4 separate regions of the Rattus norvegicus genome follow, and all the other regions are linked to region 2. A link is a contact called in public Hi-C and HiChIP or PLAC-seq data. All regions are on one chromosome and are shown on one strand. Each heading gives the region's core, a stretch centred on a gene start, on an enhancer-like site or on the middle of the called end of the contact. The rest is flanking DNA. Distances are from core to core; before and after follow the strand shown.

Evidence for each region. A called contact is a pair of places that touch in the nucleus more often than the background predicts. HiChIP or PLAC-seq counts read pairs in DNA pulled down with a chosen protein or histone mark.
Region 1: an H3K27ac HiChIP or PLAC-seq map of oligodendrocytes shows a contact between it and region 2, with 5 times the contacts expected there. The contact joins the promoter of Cep76 here to the promoter of Afg3l2 in region 2. A contact is called at or near these places in 1 of 12 Hi-C or Micro-C datasets (hepatocytes) and 1 of 1 datasets of contacts at active chromatin or transcription factors (oligodendrocytes).
Region 3: a contact with region 2 is called in a Hi-C map of liver, with 4 times the contacts expected there. The contact joins the promoter of Spire1 here to the promoter of Afg3l2 in region 2. A contact is called at or near these places in 9 of 12 Hi-C or Micro-C datasets (the A7r5 cell line, the Rat2 cell line, Schwann cells and 4 more) and 1 of 1 datasets of contacts at active chromatin or transcription factors (oligodendrocytes).
Region 4: a contact with region 2 is called in a Hi-C map of psoas muscle, with 2.3 times the contacts expected there. The contact joins the enhancer-like site here to the promoter of Afg3l2 in region 2. A contact is called at or near these places in 5 of 12 Hi-C or Micro-C datasets (the A7r5 cell line, the Rat2 cell line, Schwann cells and 2 more).

Annotation. Positions count from the first base shown.
Region 1 is chr18:63,476,971-63,479,670 of GRCr8, forward strand. Cep76 (centrosomal protein 76) reads right to left here and starts at 1,388. Exons shown (of 12, transcript NM_001100514.1): 1 at 1,165-1,388; 2 at 8-163. The coding sequence starts at 1,227. It overlaps Psmg2 (proteasome assembly chaperone 2), which reads left to right and starts at 1,650. Exons shown (of 7, transcript NM_001106138.2): 1 at 1,650-1,776. The coding sequence starts at 1,720.
Region 2 is chr18:63,267,635-63,270,334 of GRCr8, forward strand. Afg3l2 (AFG3 like matrix AAA peptidase subunit 2) reads right to left here and starts at 1,366. Exons shown (of 17, transcript NM_001134864.1): 1 at 1,078-1,366. The coding sequence starts at 1,191. It also overlaps a transcript of Prelid3a not described here and the pseudogene LOC134482954.
Region 3 is chr18:63,440,233-63,442,932 of GRCr8, forward strand. Spire1 (spire-type actin nucleation factor 1) reads right to left here and starts at 1,302. Exons shown (of 16, transcript NM_001415684.1): 1 at 813-1,302. The coding sequence starts at 1,098.
Region 4 is chr18:63,081,252-63,083,951 of GRCr8, forward strand. No RefSeq gene overlaps it. Among named protein-coding and RNA genes, the nearest start is that of Impa2, 22 kb to the right of the region's middle. Within about 2 kb of position 1,305, at least 1 of the 93 cell types and tissues checked has an H3K27ac peak or open chromatin away from gene starts, as enhancers often do.

The DNA.
Region 1 (2,700 bases), core at 138-2,637, 210 kb after region 2:
TACTCACAGTCACAAAATTAAGCTCTTTCATTACATCATCAATGATTCCTCGACGTCTGAGAGCTTTGATCAGATCTTCTGTTGATAAATGTTGTTGGTCAGGTGCTAATTCTTCTCGTATAGTCTCGGCAAGAATTTCTCTTATTCTGCCATGGACATCCATCTGTGGAGAAAACCCCACATTACAATTTACAAAATTATACCTGGTGGTGATGGTGCATGCCTTTATTTCTAGCACCCGGGAGGCAGAGACAGGTGGATCTCTGGAGTTCCAGGCCAACCTGGTCTATAGAGTTCCAGGACAGCCAGAAAAACTACACAAAGAAACCCTGTCTCAAAAAACAAAACAAAACAAAAAACCCAACAACAACAACAACAAAAAAAAACCGCACAAAAACAATTTACAACATTATAAAGCAGTTAAACGCCACTTGTAGATTTTAGGCTTCTGAAACTAATGGCAAGTGCCCAATGCCAATAAAATTGAGCTTTTTAAGTGGTGGAAGTTTTGAGCAACATACTAGAAACAATCTGAACTGGTTGGTTATCAACCTTTATTGCTGGTTGCCCGCAAATGATTCAATGAAAACAATTCTTAAGAGAGGGAGTGGAGGACAATCAAAAGAACACAGACCTAGAAGGAGGCAGAACAAAGAGCGAGTTATTTCAGCCTTCTCACTTATTCAACTTGCAACTCTAATTTGTCCGTCTATCTCCTTGCCCATCCGATGGAAAAGCGAGATTGTTTTGAGGATTCGCCAAAAGACGCTAGAGACGCAAACACCGGCGCACCAACACACCATAAAGAAGCTTTATTACTTCAGCTTACGGCCAGCAGTCGGGCGCTGCTGCTGGGAAGTCGCGGTTCTCCTGAAAGCCCCGAGCCGGGTAAACGCGTTCCTTGTCAGTCATTGGAGCGCCCTGTCTCCCATAACTTACTGCGATCGGGCTTCCAGGCGTAAAGAAACCCTAAACATCTGGCCTCGGACTACTTGTACATGAACATCTGGAAAGCGCCCGGACCGCCTCCGGTTTACAGCGGCTCTCCTCCACTCTAGCTAAAGAGCCTTCAGCGCTCCCTCGGGTCACACGCCCAACCGAAGCTTGCCCGCCGGCGCCCGCTCCACAGCCCTGGCTCCGGTCCCGTCCGCCCGAGCTCCTCACCTTGCTCAGCTGCTGGTGGATGAGCTGCTTCAGCTCAGAGGCTTTCTCCGGAGGCAGCGACATGCCGGCACTGGCGCCTCCCGGCCGCTACTCTCCGTCTCACACGGTGCAGCCACGGAGCCCGTCGTCCCGGCCGCGCAGCATCGGTGGCGGGCGTAGCACAAAGCGCCGCGGCCGCGTCAGACCTGGCAGGGCGGGAACCCTGCAGCCGCGGCGCCACAACTAACTGTCTTCAAACCGGGCGGACTGACAGTCGCCGGGGCTGGCCTGCCAGCTGCCTGATCGACGCGGTCCAACGCGCCGCCTCCTCGCGGGTCCCGCACGCGCGGTTCCCACGTCCTCTGTCGCAGGGCCTCGACCTACGACCCCGGGGAACGCCGCCTGCCGAGCGTTCGAGCCTCGTTCAGCACTGAGCGCAGGCAGTGCGTCGGACGCCTACAGGACCCGAAGGACCCGAAGGACCCGGGCGGATCGCGAGTTCCGCCTTCTATCCTAAGGATAGGTATCCTAGCTGTCCCGGACAGCGCTCCAGCTTCTCTTACGCCCACTGCAGTCATGTTCGTTCCCTGCGGGGAGTCGGTCCCCGACCTAAAGAACTTCACACTCCTGATGGTGAGTCTCCACTTGAGTTGGCGCTGTCGCCACCCCGACCCGGGAAGCGCCACCTGGCCTTAGGAGAGCCGGGCACGTGTTTCTGCTTCAGGCTTTAAGCCTGAAAAAAACAAACCAACAAACAAGTTGGTTATCCTTAGAGGCGGCGGTCCAAATTAGCACATTTGTCCGCTCTATCAAGGCCTGCCTGCTAGCTGAAGCCTTCGTTGCCTGGCAACTGTAACGTTTGTACATTGCAGATACATTGCACATAAGTGGCACCGGGGGAATCCCTAAGTTTTATCCGTTGAAGTGTTTTTATGTAGTTTGGGTCCGTGTTGATCTAGGCAATCAATTGCATTAGAGAGCAGATCGTTGTCTAAAAGGCAGTAGTAGAATTGTCCTTGTTTAGTCATCAAGGTTTACAATATAGCTAGAAACACGTGCATATACTAAGAGCATTAAATAAGACAGAAGTTTGAAAAAGAGAACGACCTGAGATTACCGACCTGCGGAAGTCTGGGTGGGAGTGGTTTGACCAAGATTGTATTCCCAGCATTCCAATCGTGAGGCAGGAAGCCCCAGCCTGAAAGACACCTATCCCCGCAAGAAATAAACAAATCAACAAGAACAACAAAGCTTGAGGGGAGGGGGCTAAAGAAATGGCTCCGTAATTAGAGCCTGTGTGGCTTACAGAGGATAGAATTCTTACATACTCACAATGAATGGCTTATAACTCCAGGTCCAGGGTCCCTGACACCCATTCTGGCCAAAGAGAATATCTGAACCCACGTCTGTAAGTACTGCGTGTACTTACAGACACAGTATTTTAAAATGTTTTTAAATTTTAAAAAGTCAACGGGAGAAACACAAGGGCTTTTGATCTTTTAGGAAAAAGATGGGCTTAGGATACCCTTCTGAAAAATGGACATCTAAAATCAGAGG
Region 2 (2,700 bases), core at 116-2,615:
GAGGTCAATTTAGGGGTTTCTTGTTGTTTCCTGTGTGGGGAAGAGTGGGTTGGGTTGGGTTTTGGTCACTGTTCATTGAGTGTTAGGATGTAAAGTCTACTTACTAACGGTTTACGACCACATTAGGTACTGAAACAATCTAGAAATGAGCGGATAAGCGAAGAGCCAGCATGATTAGGAGGATCGGGTGGGAGATCCTGGAGGCTAGCCTGGGCTATACAGTAAGACCTCATCTCAAAAATCCCCAAACAAAACATAAACAAACCAAAGCCCATAGGAGGGCATGCATCCTTTAAGTTTGGTAAGGGTCCATGCATTAATCCCCTCCAGAAACTGAAAGGCTGCTGTATTATTACCTCTAGCTTCTAAGTGAAGAGGCTAGACTAATCACCTCAAAGACGCTGGACAGTAAGTTGTCTAGCCAGGTTCAAGCAACCAATCACATTTCTCAACCGCCATGCTATGTACCTCCGGGTAAAACCTATGCTGGACTGGCACACAGCAAGAAGCTGTGTCATGGTCCTGCCAACACAACACAACATCACTTCAATAAAAGGTACTAGGTAGTTAGTGTGTGGCCCTACAAGAGCAGCGAAGCCTCCGGATAGGCGCTGTTATGCAACTAAATACATAGGCCCTAACCTGAACTATATATATATATATATATATATATATATATATATATATATATATATATATATATATATGAATGACACCAGTGGCATTTGTATTCCGGATGCCAGCAACGGCCCTCCAAATTCAACAGATGTTCGGAAAGGGAAGTTCCACAGCCCTCTCTCTCCCCTCCAGCTCGCCGGTGCAGTCCACTCGACTGTCCTTTTCCAGTGGCACGAAAGCCAACGAGACCACGGCAGCGAGTAGCAAAGCAGAGGCGTGACCTTCCCGGGCTCAGAGCGCCACTCACCACAGCGCGGTCCACAGGGCCCCGGGGTCAGGAGAAATACCACCCACGGGGACCAGGAGACTCAGGCCGTCACGCGTCCCCGGCCGGTGACCTTGACACCTGCGCCCTAGCCGGAAGCTGGCCGGAGGGAGCAGCAGCGACGCGGGACTCACCGTACGGAGGCAGGGCCGCCGGCCGGGACCCAGGCAGCCGCTGGGCACGAGCAGGGGAGGAAGGCCGCGACGGCAGCCGCCCCGACCCCACAGCAGCAGGCAGCGGTGAGCCATGATGGGCCCGGCCCGCTCCGGGGCGCGCGCAGGGACCGAGCCAAAGCCGGCGGTCGGCAACCCTCAGCTTCCGCAACTTATCCGGGAGCTGCGCGCCACCGGCGCAGGAGACCCGCGGCAGAACGCGAACCCACGCTCCACGCGCGCTCGTCAGGCCCCGCCCCAGCGTGCGGACGTCGACGTGCCCTCCAGGCGGCGGACCACGCTCTCGGGTAGGGAAGGGGTAGGACTGGAGGCCGGAGTAAAGGAAGAGTGGAGCGGGGGTGAAGGGCGTGGCCTACTAAAGAACTGGAGGGGCGTGGTTGGGTGAGCCCAAAGGAGGCGGGTCAGAGGAGAAATAGTTGATGGCGGGGCTGGGCGGGGCTGGGGCGGAGTTGGAAGACTGTGGTGGGGAGGGGCTGGCGGTGGTAGCAAATGAGAGCTTTGGAGGCGAGGTCAAGGCGGGGTAAAGCTGGTGCGAAGGGCAGTGTGGAGGCGGGCAGGAGGCGGGGCCTAAAGAGGATCGGCACAGGAGAGGCGGGTCTGAGGGAGGGACCGAAGAAGGAAAGCAGGAGGGGCCAAATAAGGAGAGCAAAGGTTCGAGGGCGGACCTTAAAGAGTTGACCCGAGGCTCTATGGAAAAGGACCATTTTTCATTCAGGACTAGAGACCACTGGTCTTGTTTGACATTTTAGCATTCATCTCTGACTACTTACCGAGTAGTTAACTGATTGCTCACTGACGGGCATGAGGCAAGTTCCGCAAAGGCCAAGACATCTACTTACTTATTTTCTCCTGGTGCTATTTGGGACAGGCTCATAGCTCTGGCTGTCCTCAAACACTACTGTGAACTGAGGTTGTGTTAAAGATTCTGCAATGCTGAGTGACTGGTCAGAACTACCTGATCGTGAAGAGTTGGGGTGTTGCAAAACCAGAGCCAAATTGTCTCGGGCTGTGTTTAGTCCCTTTAATAACCCCAAGCATTATTCATCCTCGTGTCTAACCCAGCATCACAATGACTAAACTAAACCTAGTTGATATTTATAGAAAATTTCCACATGACTTGCATGTGTGAATGCCTAAGTTCAATTCCCAGCACCACAGACAAGGACAGAAAAAGAAATTTCCTGGGCACAGTATTTTCAGGTTTATTTACCCAGACAACCATGAATCATAAGTAGTGAGACCCTACAATGTATACTTGCTAGCCACAACAGAACCAAACCAGAAATCGGGATCAGAGAAAGACCAACAGTGGGGCTGGGTGATGACTCAGTGACAGGTTTCCATAAAGAAGGCTCATAGTTGTTCCTTTGGGTCTAACCTTCCCTTCGACTTTCTCTTCACTACTATACCCTTTTGCCCCAATCTCCCCTTCCACGTTGCTCTACTGTCTGCACCACCACCTTCCCTCAAAGCCTTTTTTTGTCCAGTTTCATGGCTGCCTTTCTGGATTCCTAGCCTTAACCCTTGTTTACTTCCAGAATATTTCACAGAGACTAGGGGCCACATATGAGGGAAAACGCACAG
Region 3 (2,700 bases), core at 52-2,551, 170 kb after region 2:
ACATTGAGGTTATTAATACATCCCAATGGCTGGCTTTAAATAAATAAACAAAACTATGTTTACTTGAACTAAAAATGAGAGAATATTCTAGTAGGGCTGATAATACTGAACGTTTCCCTCAATTTAGAAAAGGATTTTCACGAAATGTCGTTTTACAGACTATTCTAATTACATTTTCCATCCTTGAGCATTTTGACACTTCCATCAACTTTCTAAAGGTGAAGGTGGATTGTTTTGCTATGTTTTGAATAGACTTGCTTCTCAAAGAATGAATTAGATAAAACCGGATAGGGGAAACCTATTACTAGTCTTCCCATCAATAAAGCATGTGAGTAAGCTCCTGGTAATGTGTCACTGTTTAGGTGACAAGTCATGAAGAATGTACGCGGACTAACCAAAAGCAATTTCATCTAAACAGCCTGTTTACTTCTTATAAACCTGTACTTTTCACCACAGCGAATTTTCACACAGGGTACCCGGAGTCCTCATTTCTTCTATTTCTCTCCAAAATAGCACAATTCTTGGGGGTTCAGTGGTTTCCCTACCATTTCCAAGGACTACTGACAAATTCAAAACGCTACGAAGGGCCAGCTCCTTTTCCCAAGGATGTCATCTTCCTGACCGAACCTCACACATGCATCTCCGGAGCCCTCGCCACCCCACCCCACCCCCACCTCAGCCCCCGGTAAACAGCCGAGGCCGGCGGACACGCACAGAGCCTCCCGGGAACCCGGGTCCCGCAGCCCCGCCCGCCCTCCGGGAGCCGCCCGCCAGCTTCCCACCGGGCCGGGGGCATCGGGCCGCGACCTCACCGGAGGCAGGGGGCGGCTCTCCCTCCTCGTCCGCGGCGGGCGCCAGGGTGACGGCGCCGTCCCTCCAGACGCGGATCTGCGCGGCCGAGCGCACGCGGCGGTGGGGCTGGCGGCGGGCGGCGGCGCGCAGGGAGCCGCAGCACTGGAAGCACACGGCCCACGCCTGCTCCTCGTTGATGGGCTGGTTGTAGAGCCGCAGGATCTCTTCCAAGCTCAGCGCGTCGCGCGGGTCCCCTGTCGCGCCGAGCTGCGGCCCCTCGCCGCCCGGGCTTGAGGGCTGCGCCATGCGGCCCACGTCGCTGCGCCGCCGGCGCTCGGCTGCCGCGTCTCCTCAGCGCTGGAGCATCGTCTCTACGAGCCGCCGCCTCCGCATCCCGGGCTGCCGCCGCCCAGGCCGGCTGCGCGCCGCCGCGGGGACTAGGCGGGGACACCGCGGCGCTCGGTGCTGACCAGCACGCAGCCGGCCGGTAGCACGGCGATGGCGTCCACTAGCCCCGCCCCGTCTCGCCTCGCCCCGCCCCTTCTTGGGGGCCGCGCAGCGGAGCAGTGCCTGGGGGCGTCACCCCCGATGTGAATGACGCGCGGCCGAGCAGGGCCTGGGGGCGTCACCCCCGAGGTGAGTGACGCGCGGCCGAGCAGGACCTGGGGGGGCGTCACGCCCCCTCCCGATGTGAGTGACGCGCGGCTGAGCACGGCCTGGGGGCGTCACCCCCGAGGTGAGTGACGGGCGGCGAGGGGCGACCGCAAGGTTGGGGCCCGAGCCGTGGTCCTGCAGGCGTCTGGCCGCGAAGTCGCTGTCACCCGTTCGGCTCCCACAGTCTATTTAAGAACTTGAATTCAATCTGGGGCGATTTATCAAGAAGAAACGGTCATCTGAATCACCCTCGCCACTGGCTGCCCAGCGCTTCCAGCTTTGGCCTGCGAGCACAGGCCCCCTGGGTCCTTTGAGACTCGTCTGTTTCTCAGGACCATTTGACACATACTATCTCTCTGCACATCTGCAAAATTATTTAAATATATTTTCCTATTCATTTATTTTGAAACAGTCTCCCTGGGTAACCAAACTGGCCTTGAACCACCATGTCCCGCTACTTCTTCAATGCTTCTTTAGTGTTGGTACTCTCTCCACTCAGACGTTCAGTGAGGACAACGATCAAAGGCTTGCTTTGCCAAATTCTCCGAAAGCCTAGATCAGGGCCTGAGATGTGATGCACAAGGCCTTACAGATTCAATCTCCCCTGAGGTAATAACCACACTCATCCTAGCCTAGTTAACCCAGAAGGAATTCGAGAAGGAATAGGTGTCAGAGACAAAACTAAGGACAATTATCTGGAGTACAAAAGAACTCTAGGGGCCTCTCTGAACCCCTTCCAGTGTGCGATTAAAGCTAATAACTCTTTAAAATGTCCATCCAATCATGGATGGTTTTAATTGGTAACATTCTACCCAGGCTAGCCTTCGAAGTCCTTAGAGTTGTAGCATCAACCAAGTAAGAACATCGTAGTAGGTACAATTTTATGTGGAATGTGGGAAATGGCACCCTACAGTTAATTTTATAGTAGAAAGTCATTAAGGGTTAGAAGTTGGCGGTTAAGGAAAAACTCAGTGGACGCCTTTTGTTTTCAAGGCAAGAGATATAAAACAAGCTCTTCAAGAAAAATTACTTAATTATGGGTTCATAATCTCAAATATAAAAATGCAGTATTTAGGGCCAGTGAGACGGCTCAGCAGGTGAACGGACTTTGCTGCCAAGCTGCAGCCCATATAGTTGAAGGGGAGACTCCACTCCACGTGGTTGGTCTTTGAACTCCGTGTGTATGTGCACATACCCAATACATACAAATATGTAAAAGAAAACAAATGTAGTATTTGTGTGCCAAAACTCTGA
Region 4 (2,700 bases), core at 55-2,554, 190 kb before region 2:
CTCAGGAGAAAGCTCTCTCCTGTGTTCCAACACTCTAGTGCTGTGGATTGAGCTCAGAGACTTTCCTCCACTAAACACAAAGTCTACCACTGAATGACTCCCCCTCTCCGTCCTGTTATTTACTTTGTTGTGAGATACATATATATATATATATATATATATATATATATATATATATATATATATATATATATTCGAGTAATGGCCTGTGGTATTGGACTGTCTGCAACTTGGATAAGGAAATACACCCACGGGGTTAAGGATTTAGCTCAGTGGTAGAGCGCTTGCCTAGCAAGCGCAAGGCCCTGGGTTCGGTCCCCAGCTCCGAAAAAAAGAAAAAAGAAAAAAAAAAAAAAAAAGGAAATGCACCCACACTAACACGCGAATGTATACACATGTGTCCTCAAATGCTCAAGCAGAACCAAATGCTGGGACACTTGGCTCACAACACAGTACAGGTAAATAATGAAACCAGAGCCTTTACAAACATAGGAATAATTTCTCCTATAGACAAATTGTCTCAGGTGGAAACCATTTCAAGTTGTCATAACTTCACGACAGAATGGTAAGACAAAGACTAAGTTTTTGTTGTTGCTGTTTATGTTTTGTTTTGTTTTTTTGTTTGTGCATAGCCCTGGCTGGCCTGTAGACCAGGCTGGCCTTGAACTCACAGAGATCCGCCTGCCACTGCCTCCCGAGTGATGGGATTTTAATGGCACCCACCACCGCCGCCAGGCCAAAGATTACTTTTTACACAGTGGAGATGTCCAAATGTGAATGACATCTAGCACTCGGCAGGCATAGGATACATCAGTTCAGCCCAGGGCTGGTACCCAGGAAGCTGAAATTAGAGCCGCCAAGTTGCTCAGCAGGGACACAGTTCAGGTATCCTTCCCCTGCCTGAATTCTCCCTCCTCCTTTCCAACAGATCACTCCAAATCATTCCTACAGCGAAGCAGGCTTATGGAATTAGGTCCTAGGGCTTCCCAGTCCATATTAAACCAAGAACATTTTTCAAATGTCTGCAAGAGAAGATGATCGCTGGAATCGTCAATACAAACTGCCGTGACATCCCAAGGGAAAGCGAGGGTCTGACTGCGAGCTGGCCCGAGCCTCAAGTAAGCAGAGACAGCTAGGGACCAGGGTCTCGACTCATAAGAAGCCCTACTCCAGCAGGACACAGATGAATGTTCAGCAAAACCTAGGACCTAAGGAATCCCAAACCAGGAAGCCCGACAAGGGATACAAGAGGGTGCTCCGTGGTCAGGGTTGGAGGGTCACACAACAGACTGCTGACTGCTGGAGAACGCAGCAATTCAGCAATGTCCCCACTAGGTGGCGTACACTGCCTTCGGCTGCGCAGACATTCAACAGCTTGGAGACTTTATGTTTATAGTTTTTTAATTGAAAAAAAATGTATGCACTATATTTTGATCATGTTATGCCTCCCCCAGTTCTTCTGAGATCCTTCCCACCTCTCTACCCACCAAATTGTATGTTCTTTTTCTCTCTCGAAACAACACTCTCCCGAAAAGAAAATGAACAAGCCACAAGACCAAATTTTACTTAATGAATGAATTAAAGCCAAAAAAATGAAACAAAAATATCATTGAGTTCTCAGCTACACCTGGCATGGAGCCTGCCCTAGAGTATGATTGATACATTCAATGATGCTCCAATGGAGAAAACCGAATTCCTTTTTGCCAACAAGTAGCAGTTGCAATAGCTTTTTGATTAGAAGTGGGACCCTGTGCTACTTAGCCCTCTCGGTGCTGAGACCCCACTTGACTTGAACCTGTGCAGGCTCGTGTGCACTGTCACAGATCTCTGTGAGTTTATACATGCACCACGTGGTCTTGCTATGTCTGGAGGACACTGTTTTCCTTGGAGACATCCATCACTCTGGCTCTTCCAATCTTTTTTTTTTTTTTTTTTTTTTCTTTTTTTCGGAGCTGGGGACCGAACCCAGGGCCTTGCGCTCACTAGGCAAGCGCTCTACCGCTGAGCTAAATCCCCAACCTCTTCCAATCTTTTAGCTTCCTCTACTACATAGCTCACTGAGACTCAAAGGGAGGAGGGTTGGTGAAAATAACCCATTTAGGTACGAGTGATCTAAAGTCTCTCATTCTGTACACTTTCCAGTTGTGAGTCTCGGTATTAAATTCCCACCTACTGCGAGAAGAAACTTCTCGGGTCTGGAGAGATGGCTCTGTGGTTAAGAGAACTGGCTGTAGGGGTTGGGGATTTAGCTCAGTGGTAGAGCGCTTGCCTAGGAAGCGCAAGGCCCCAGGTTCGGTCCCCAGCTCCGAAAAAAAAGAACCAAAAAAAAAAAGAGAGAGAGAGAGAGAGAGAGAGAGAGAGAGAGAGAGAGAGAGAGAGAGAGAGAGAGAGAGAGAAAACTGGCTGTTCTTCCAGAGGTCCTGAGTTCAGTTCCTAGCGCTCACGTGGTGGCTCGTGACCATCTATAAAGGGACCTGATGCCCTCTGCTGGTGTTCAGGTGCACATGCAGCAGGGCACTCACACATTAAATTAAGTAAGTAAATATTTTTCTCTGATATGAGTTGAACAGGCATTGATCTCTGGGTAAAGAGGTCTATCATAGAGAGTAATTTTATTGCTATACTTCTTTGGTAGAATAATAGTAGTAAATGTCCCCCAGACCTGTGACCTAGCTAGTCTCAGGTTATTGACCACTTTAA